Linked DNA regions of Rattus norvegicus: region 2 is linked to region 1. The links are chromatin contacts, called in public Hi-C maps. All regions are on one chromosome and are shown on one strand. The core of a region is the stretch at or near the end of the contact, and the rest is flanking DNA. Distances in the headings are between cores, read along the strand shown. Region 1 holds the start of Rb1 (RB transcriptional corepressor 1). Region 2 has its middle 37 kb from the start of Med4.

What was found. Hi-C and Micro-C count contacts between places; a contact is called where the count stands out from the background.
Region 2: a contact with region 1 is called in a Hi-C map of Schwann cells, with 1.8 times the contacts expected there. The contact joins the enhancer-like site here to the promoter of Rb1 in region 1. A contact is called at or near these places in 8 of 12 Hi-C or Micro-C datasets (the A7r5 cell line, Schwann cells, frontal cortex and 4 more).

The regions. Positions count from the first base shown.
Region 1 is chr15:54,908,317-54,913,469 of GRCr8, reverse strand. It overlaps Rb1 (RB transcriptional corepressor 1), which reads left to right and starts at 1,613. Exons shown (of 27, transcript NM_017045.2): 1 at 1,613-1,904. The coding sequence starts at 1,789.
Region 2 is chr15:55,066,946-55,071,941 of GRCr8, reverse strand. It overlaps the pseudogene Tyw5-ps1. Among named protein-coding and RNA genes, the nearest start is that of Med4, 37 kb to the left of the region's middle. Within about 2 kb of position 3,606, at least 45 of the 93 cell types and tissues checked have an H3K27ac peak or open chromatin away from gene starts, as enhancers often do. A contact at or near this core is called in Schwann cells, where this site is marked.

The sequences.
Region 1 (5,153 bases), core at 364-2,863:
TTTGCTTTTTATTATAGGAATAAACTTACTTAGTTGCTCAGGTTGGAGTTCAACTCACTCTATAGCCAAGGCAGGACTTAAATTTGTGATTTTTTTTGCCTTAGCCTCAGAGCATTACAGCCTGAGCTACCAGGTCAACTTTGGTCTGTATGTTGAAAAGGGGTTATGGAGGAAATATTAATTCCAATGACTTCTGACACACATAGCTGACCATCAGCTTGAGGTCAGTACCAGCAGAGATGACCAATCACCCGCTCTGTTACATGTCTGAGGGCCCAGGTTCTTTTGCAGCTTGCCACAAATTACCACAGGGGCATCAGTTAGCAAGTGTCACATTCTCTGATAATTTTGAGGCAGGACTGTCATTTTTTTCAGGCCCCCTGCAGTCTATCCTGTATCTTCCTCAAACCTAGACTGCATGTAACCTAAGCTCTTGCCTAAATCTGGGACAAGGTGAACTCAACTGCTATTTTAATTCCATACATTCTCGGTGGCTGCATCAGGGCCTGGGCTCAACCTCCTGACTAACATTTGCTTCACAGGCTTCTGAAGTTAGGCAGGACTGACAATTGAAGGAGGTCTGTGTATCCTTCACACATGTCAAGGCAGAGAATAAGCCCAGGTTTGCAACCTACCCAATGAAGTTCCTGCTTCCTCAGCTTTTGCTCAGCTGTTCCAAGATAGTTTACACCGGAACAACAACTGCTTTTTATTCACTGCACCTCAGTTAGGGAGTTGTGTGGCAACCACCAATAAGGACTGGCAAAGAGAGAAAATTACGTTGACTGACGCGTAAAAACTGTAACTAGAAAAGATAGTTGCTGAGCCAGCTTTTGGTGGCGGTAGTTCTAGTGTGCTCTTTCCCCGTGTCTGTGCGTTGGTGATATGGTGAGTCACCAAATATTACTTGGGTTTGAGTCCTCTGCCACCGACCGGCTATGTGACACAGGTAATCAACTCTCCGAACTCCCATTTCCAACACGCAAAGTGGAATGCTGGCCTCCCCAGTTTGACCGGCTGTCTCTGAGAAACAATTATGAAAGGGGGCTGGATCGCGCGCATTAACACGGCAAACTGGTTTCTGCTTTCTTTTCAAACGATTTTGTAAACGATTTTTCAAAGTTGGGTCCGCCTGGCAAGCTGATTTTCAAAAGATCCTTTCCCGTTAAGATCTGTCGGGCTTGGACCGCGCCTCCAGTTTCCACATCAAAAGACTTACTCCACACTTCACTCTGTACATCGACTATCTACCCTCGTCTCCAGAAGGCCAGTAATGGCCCCACCCTGGACCGCCCACCCCGGCCGAGCCCACCTCCCACTGGCCGGGCACGTTTGTTTTTGTTTTGCCGGCCGCGCGGGCCGGTCGAGGGGCGCGCCCTGTCCAGCGTTCTCCCAGAGGCCGCGGCTCCTAGGAGCCGGCCCGCCCCGCCTCGGCTGGCGCCGCCCACGGGGACGACGCGGGCGGAGACAAGCCCGGGCAGGCGCGGCTTCCCTGCGGCTTCCCGCCCGCGCCCTCGCTCTCGCCCGCCGCCGCCGCCACCGCCGCCCCGGTTCCCCACTGACGCCCGCGGCCCGCGAGCCTCGCGGACGTGACGCCGCGGGCGGAAGTGACGTTTTCCCGCGGTTGGCCCGGCGCTCGGTTGCCGGGCGCGTCCGGTTTTCCTCAGGGGACGTTCCCATTATTTTTGTAACGGGAGTCGGGTGAGGACGGGGCGTGCCCGGCGTGCGCGCGCGCCCGCCTCCCCGCGCGCCTCCCTCGCCTGCTCGCGCCGGCCCGCGCAGCGCGTCATGCCGCCCAAAGCCCCGCGCAGAACCGCGGCCGCCGAGCCCCCGCCGCCGCCGCCGCCGCCTCCGGAGGACGACCCCGCGCAGGACAGTGACCCCGAAGAGCTGCCCCTGATCAGGTGAGGAGCGCGGCCGCCGCGGGCCGGAGAGAAGGGAAGGGAAGGGCGCGGGGACGCGGGGCGCATCTTGGCGGGGACGCCGGGCGCATCTCGGCGGGGCCGGGCAAGCGATAGGAGCGGCGCCCGGGGTCCCCGGAGTCCCCTCGGTCCCCCACCTCCGCGGGACGGCGGCGGCGCGGTGACACGGTCCTGGGCTCGCGGGCGACGGGGAGGGCATCCCGAAGGGGTCTGGACTGCGGCTTGACAGGTGTCGGGCGGGTGGGGCTCCTGCTCCCGAGCGAAGTGACAGGTGCAGGCTCTACTCCAGCGACGCCCAGGCGCGGAGCCGGCGGGTCCTGGAGAGCCCCGGTCAGACGCAAAAACAATTGAAATAAATATTAAAACAAAAAAAAAGTCGACCGATGTTTGTCTTCTTTCTTCCTCCTTTTTTTTTCTTCCGTGGAGATCCGGAGCACCCCCGGGGTGGGTTGACTTTCTGTTTTGCAGTCCGGCGATGCAACAGTTGGGAGCCTTTCCCACTGAGTTTGCGCTGCATTGGCAGCTTGGTCCTGGGAGAGGCCAAGAAAAGCCTTGTAGGCGAAGCGCAGGGTCGTGGGTGTCAATTGCTCACGGGGTCCTCAGCTCCCGGGCTTTGTGGGGGTTTCTTTAGAACAATGCTTTGAGGCCCCGGGGATTTAAAGCCATCTGTGGAGACTGGTGGAGCATAGAAGAACTGGTATGTGGGCAAAAGTTTCAGGAGACATTTAAATGCAAGGGCTTGAAAGTTTCTAAACTTTGTTCCCTTTTTTTCAGGGTAGAGCTCTTCTTGCGTGCTGATTGGCCCGCAGCATGCTTCATTATTTCTTGCCTTTTGCCTTTGAGCAAAAGGTGCCTGTCCCCACCCCCCATCCCACTCCCCTTTTTGTTCTTTGGTACTATGTTGTCTCAAAGAACCTTTCTCTCCATTTATTAAATGGAATCTAAACTTAAGTTCATGTGGATCCAATAAGAACAACGGAGAGATATTTATTGTATTTCAACATTTTATTTTTCTTGACTGTGCTACTGTTTGATTAAGTAACAGAAATTGAAACAATATGATTGTTGTTATCGCCAACAGTAGTTTTATTTTGAGAGTATAGATCCATTGTATTGTAGTATGGGAATTGTTTTGTCTCTCACCATCCTTCCATTTCTAGCCCATCATTAAGTCCCTGACTTTATTTTTTTTAAGTACTCTGACTCTGTAACCCAGGCTTGCCCTGAGCTTTCTATTCTGCCTCAGCTTCCCAAGTTCTGGAATTGTAGGCACTCAGCACCCTGATGCACAATCAAGCTCCTTTCTTCCCATTGAGCATCAAGTCTCCTTGTGTGACCCAGACTCTTAACCGAGTTAAGGTCAAATCCTAAGGGACTGAAATGATTTTGGAAATTGCTTGTCTAAGTCTATTAAAATTCATATTAAATGGATTTTCTTGTGGATCAAATAAAAATCATGTTCTTAGAAAATAAATATAGAATAAAAACTATGTTTGGAGACTGTTCCAGGGAAAGAGTTTGCTTTTGTTTCCAATTAAACTCTGATGTATCCAGTGTGTGGAGGTTTCCCTTTTAGAAAAAGCAGTATCCTGTATTCTAAAGATTCCATGCCATCTACACAGCTTTGGACATATTGTTGATTACTATAGAGTGAACATACACATTGACGTTCTGGCCATTGCTTGGGGAGAGACAGACCCAATTTCTTTCTCTTGAATATACTTTTAACTTTGGGGAATTCTCAAAAGTTCTCCGTTGAGCTTAAACTATACCAGACATAGTTTCATCTTGGTTACTCATTACCACAGAGGTTCTCAAAAGCACTTACAGTTGATATCTGAATTACCCATAGTTACATGTGTTTCATCATAGGAATTTGCTACCTTTTCTGAACTGTGCCATTAACTTAATTTTGTGTGATCACTGCAGAATGCACTTAAACCCCAGTGATATATAGATCATTCACTGTTGCTGTCTTGCTGCAATCAAGAGAGGCTGTAAACACTATATATACAAGGCTGCTGCCAGTGTAACAAAACATACTGTTGTGCAGTAAACTTTAGTTTTTAATGATAGAAATACGCTGTAAAACAATGATAAAGCTATAGTTTAGTAGACATACAAGCCAGTAACGTAATCACTTCCAGTACTGTATCCTGAATGTCCTTGTATATATTATTCTTTCCTACAAGTGGCAGGGTAGTAGACTTGTTTGCAGCAGCAAAGTGACTGCACAAGTAGCAAATGGATTGTGCCACAATGTTAAGCTGGTTAAGATGGCCTCTAAGTGATGTTTCTATGCCATTATAATCTTACAGGACTATTGTTGCAAACTGCCTTATTGACCGAAACGTCATGTAGCGCATGACTGTTCTTAGCAAGGATAAGAGGACTGCCTCAGACTAAAGCTTAGAAAATAGCTTAGGGATGGATTCAGCCCAGTCCACTTCGAATAAGTCTACTTTGACAGCTGAGGTGTTATTTATTTTATACTATCTGCTGCCTAAGTAGTGTGGGTGAAATGGAAGCTGAGACTCGGAGACTGAAGCACTTTGATTATTGAAATATGCAGACACTAATTATGCTTTGAAGAAGGAATTGCACAGCTAGAAAAGTAGTCAGGAGCACAGCTGATGGAGTTAAGACCCATGGTTCATACCTGACTGCTTTAATTTCTCTCATGTGGTAGATGTGGGAGTACTTACCAAGTAGGGCTGATGTGGGGATTCAGTAAAACCATGCATAAGATATTTTGTGTAGGATAATAGTAAATTTTCAAGAGTTAAGTTGCTCTTCATAGTGTTGTTATTATATGTCAAAGTGAAAGGAATTAGCTATTAAGGGCTTATGGTTAAAAAGGTCAGAGAGATAGGACAGAACTATGTGGTGCAATCATTTGTATAAAGTTAATCATCATCTAAGAAATAGGAGAAGGTGGAGAGAATGTATGGATTGTGTGTGTGGTTTTTTCCTTTTTTTTTTTTTTTTTTTTTTTTTGCTGTGACAGTTGTTCTGTCTTCCCAGCATGCTTTAGCTAGTGCCCTTGCTTTGTCTCAACGCTGTCTCGCTGCTGCTCTGGATGTATGTGGTTCCCCATGCTAGCAGCTGTTCTTTACTTTGTCTCATTTTGGAAAGCCCACAAAAAAGATAAGCATATGTTTAAATGATGTGTAATGGTTCTCAAAGATAAAGTTAGACTGTAAAGCACTTAGAGATGTTCTCTTTCAAAAC
Region 2 (4,996 bases), core at 2,357-4,856, 160 kb before region 1:
ACACGCAAGCGGGTTTCCTGCAGATGTTTTCAAGGGTACTGAAATGTTTCCTCCTTTTGTCTCCTGATTTTCCTAACCCCTTCAATGGCAGGTCCGGCCCTGAGGTTCCTTAACTAGGAAGGAAGGCTTCCATCTCATACCTGATGACTGACATGCAGCCTTTGCTGTTTTTATGGGATGAGAAGTCCCAGCATGAAGCCTTCCAAAAGAACAAACAAGAGTTGGGGTGGTAATCCACAATGATAATAACAACACCAAGCAAGAGGCAGGAAGATTGCCCGAAACCCAAGGCTAGCCTGGAGTATGTGATGAATCTCAGTCCAGCCTGGGTTACAGAGTATGATCTTGTCTCATAACAAGTACATTCGCAAATAAATGAGAACAAAAGAAATGTTTGTTCATGCGCATGTGTTTTGGGTATTGCACACGAGTGTGTTGGGTTCTAAGGGATGGGCTCAGTCCATTTCTGAGGTATCTGCTCTTGAGCGGGTAGGCTTTTACTGATCTCCTTACTAAGGAGGAAACAGGGTCACAGCAAGATGAGGTCATAAGCCTATTGTCATAGAACCAAGGCCTGAAATTTTCTAGCACAAGAGTTCAACATGTTCGTGACCATTCTCTGAAATAAGTTGGCTCAGGAAGAACGCATCCCAGTACACTTACCCTTATATAGACAGTGTGGCCTGCAGTCAGCCCCCTTCTGTGAGCCAAGGATAAGATTTCCCTGGATAGGCAGTATCCCTCACACAGCGTCAGGAGTCTTCCACTTACAGGAGCCAGCCTGGTGCTTCAGAGACCACCATGTGGAACCTTGGGTTACATATGCATCATGTTGCTGCCCAGATTGGTTATTTGAGTCCTCAGTGCCTCTCACCCATGGTTGGAAACTGGGTTGTTTCTGCATGACAGCTCTCTCTGCTCTAGATGAATGCAAGAAGGACTAATGATTGGCAACACACGAAGAGCTTCAAGCCTCGAACCAGAACTAACTGAACTTTCAGAGAACGCAAGACTCTGGCTGTGGCATGTAAATGAACAGGGAGGTAGAATACTCTTCCCCTGCCTTTTAAAATTTTTTTAAAAAGATATTCTTGATCTAAATGCTGGCTTCTCTTTGAGCACAACAGCAGGTGGCCTACTGTGACTGTCCACATTCTTTTCCAGACAGAGTGCACAGCTCCAGGGAGGGACAGCTGTCTGGTCTGGTAGAATTAGGAGATGCCAATATTGTCTGGGACTTCTCAGACTTCCAGAGATAAGTATTCTTAATTCAGAGGAAGGCCCTTTAAGCCAAGATTTTGAAAGCAGTGTCTTATTTTTAAAAATTGATTAAAAGAACTGGGCCCTCTCCAACGAAACCTTTAACCTAATAGCAAGTACCAAGCCTTGGTATTCAATTCCACTGATAGAGATCTAACTGATAACACCAAGGGCAAAGCCAAGTGCACTTCTTTTTAAATATAGTGATTGACAAGGAGAAGCAAGAGGACATCTGCAACAAACAGAATGAGTGGAGGAGTCTTGGCTAAAGATATGATAAAAGACCAGTCAGTGACCATAGGAAGAAAGCCAGTGTTTTCACAAAGGAGAGGGTCTGATCAATCCATGCCATGTGTGTCATGAAATTTCCCTTCATGTTTCCAAGCATAGGATTAGAAGTTATCGATCTATGTCTCAAGTCAAACCAACAAAAACCAGGAGGGTGGTCAAAGTCACTTAGCTCTGTGGCTGAAGTTCAAGTTCTAGGCACAGGATCAGAATGAGCCCAGTCATACCTCCCTAAGCGTGAGAAAGGCAGCAAGGCCTGTAGGCTAACAGGGGAAATGTCAGTGGGAGCTGAGGCGGATATTCAGCATCATTGAGATCATGAATGGATGGGCGCCATTTACAGAAAGGGCTGAGAGGGGAAGGGAGAAACTGGATGAGGACAGGAAATGTGCATCAGGTAGGTGATCAAGAGCAGCTGGTGTAGAGAGCCTCACAGCTCGGACAGCATCAACAGCAGGTGATGTGAGTCAGGCCATGTCTAACAGGGGCCCTGAACCAGTTTCTGCAAAATTCAAATGTAAGAGACTTTGAGATATGAACCACCATACCCAAGTCAAACACTGAGAATCCTACTACCCACTCTAGATAGAGTCTCCCTATACAGCTCTGTCTGGTCTTGAACTCACAAACATCCACCTGCCTTTGCCTCCTGAGTGCTGGGATTAAAGGAGCCCTGCCTCCTTTCTTAAAAAATATTCTTGAGCAGTTTCATACCTGTATATAATATATAATGTATGTATATCTATATTATGTATAAAATCATAACCTGTATATCATATAATATGGTTCTATTACCCCCTTCCCCCACCCCACCCCTCACCCCAAACAAGTCTGCCTCCCACTGCCTCTTTGCTTTTGCTTTTGCTTTCGTTTTTTGTTTTAGTTTTATGTCCCCAACCCAGGAGTTCTTATAAAGAAAAGGCAGTTTTGCTAGAACTGTGATACTTTACTGTTTTGGCATGTCTGATCTTCAACACAGTCGTCGAAGTCCTGCTTTTGGCAAGTTCTTCTTTTGTTTTGTTTTGTTTTTTGTTGTTGTTGTTTAGAGATTTCTAGATTTATTTACTTCATTTTTAAGTGTATGAATGAATATATTGGTCTTTTGTTTTTTCAAGACTGGGTTTCTTTGTGTAACTTTGACTATTCTGGAAGTCACACTGTAGACTAGTCACACTGCTGGCCGAGAACTCACAGAGATCTGCCTGCTTCTGCCTCCTGAGTGTTGGTATTAGAGGAGTGGGCCACTACTACACAGTCATGAATATTTTGTCTCTATGTATGTATGTATGTGTATCATGTTCATGCCTGGTGCTCACAGAAGTCAGAAGAGGGTGTTGGATCCCCAGAAGTAGTTATAGATGGTTGTGAGCTCCCATGTGGGTGCTAGGAATCGAACCCAGGTCCTCTGAAAGAGCAGCAGGTGCTCTTAACTGCTGAGCTTGCCAGCCGCCTTGACAAGGAATCATCTCCAGTCATTTCATATGGATACGTTCATGTGTTTGTGAGAAAAATAGCCATGGGGCTGGTGCTCCAAGTTATCTGGGCCAGCATTTATTTATAGGAGCGAAGGATGGCTTCCTCATTCATATTTCTAAGACTGATCCACCCAGTCCCAGATTCAATAGAAGGAAGGGTGGAGTAGGCCCACAGACTTTGCCAATGCACTAATACTTTGCACCCTAACTATTAAGTATGGCAGTTGAGCAATGCTTTAGAAACCCCAGGCCTGATTTAGGCAGAGGGAATGGATAGGAGAACTTCTTCTCTGTCTGGAAAGCTGTGTGCACTGTGCCTACAACCTGTGAAAAGCAGCAACACAGAGACAGGAGCTGTGTGCTTGTGGCCTCTTTAAACTGATCAGGTAATCCGAAATACAGTTTTGAGGATAGCAGTTCACGCAACTTCCACACAGGCATCCTGGAGCCTCAGCTTGGAAGGGCGATTCTCAGGCTTTCATTTTTGATTCTTCTGCTATCTCCACACCCACTTCCTGAGTTAAGCCTCTCCCAGTTGTCCCCGCCCACCGCCCTCCTTTGTTCTTTGGTCTCTTACACCCACACACTGGTAATTGGGCTGGGAACATCTGTCTTCCCAGCAGCTCCTCCCTCCCAGCCTTGCATAGCATATGCGTACAACAAGGCTGAGTTATGGTAGAGCAGTAGAGGCCTGCCTGTCTCAATTAATGTCTGCATCATTTTTAAGCTTGCGTGAGAAGGTTTCCATGGCTAACACTTTTCAAAAGAGGTTAGCCCCCAACCATAAACTTATTTCCGTTGCTACTTCGTAACAGTAATTTTGCTACTGTTATGAATCAGAATGTAGATATGTGTTTGCTGACAGTCTTAGGTAACCTTGTGAAAGGGTCATTCTAACCCCCAAAGGGGTCCAACCCACAAGCTGAGAAAACTGTCATAAAGTGTAATTAATTTTTTTGAGGATCGTAGATTTCACTGTGAAACATCAGGAATGGCACTTGGCAGATAGAAGGAAAAGAAGAATAACTAACCAAGGAGAATGAGAGGACTGGTTTGTGTGGTCCGAAACCCACACTGCTGTGAAGAAATCACCTGCTTTGCTTCAGGTCCTGCCCTTAACAATGAAATATCTGACCGTAACATCTGACAAGCCAGGAAGGCTGTTCACCCTGCAAGGTGGCCGTTGAGCATCCCTGCAAGGAGCAAATCCCTGTTAAGGGAACGGCCCAAGGCCTCCATCTGGCTAAGGATATTTGACTTTTTAATGACAAGTGCCAAGGGCAGCCAATCATCCCAGGTGTCAAGCAGGGGCCCTGGCTTGATTAAACTCTCCCAACTTCAGAGGCTGTCTCTGGCTTAGAACAAACGGTCAAGGGAAACGGCTTTTAGCAGAGTTCTCACAAAGCAAGGATGAAAAGGAATATTCCAAAGTGGAAACAGTGACCTTTCTGGCATTATTCCCAAAAGGAAAAGCCAAAGGCGCAACCTCAGGAAGGCACGTGCTGAGCACCCACAGGAACCCTGACTTCCAGGGAACGCTGCATCCTGCCCCTCAGCCTCAGCGCACAGCCTGAGCATCTGTTTTGATCATGTTCCGTGCAACTGATCAGCCTGAGAGCTGCAGAGCAACACTGACGGGGAGACTGAAGAGCCTGGCTACGGACGCCATCTGAATGTTAAAGCACAAAGCAGAAGGGAACCATACCAGGAACATCAAACAAATCTCACATCAGGACGGGGAGATGCTCAGTGGATAAAGGTGCTTGTCGGCAAGTCTGACAAGCCGAATTTGAGCCCCTGGACCTGCATGGTAGAAGGAGAGACACCCCTCACACCCACATGCTTACACGGGCTCACATGCGAGCGCACACACATTCTTGCATGCACCCATGCGTACACACATGAGCACACACACTAATAACTAAAATGGAATTAAAAAAAAAAAAGGAAACAAAAACTCCTAATCCTTTTGA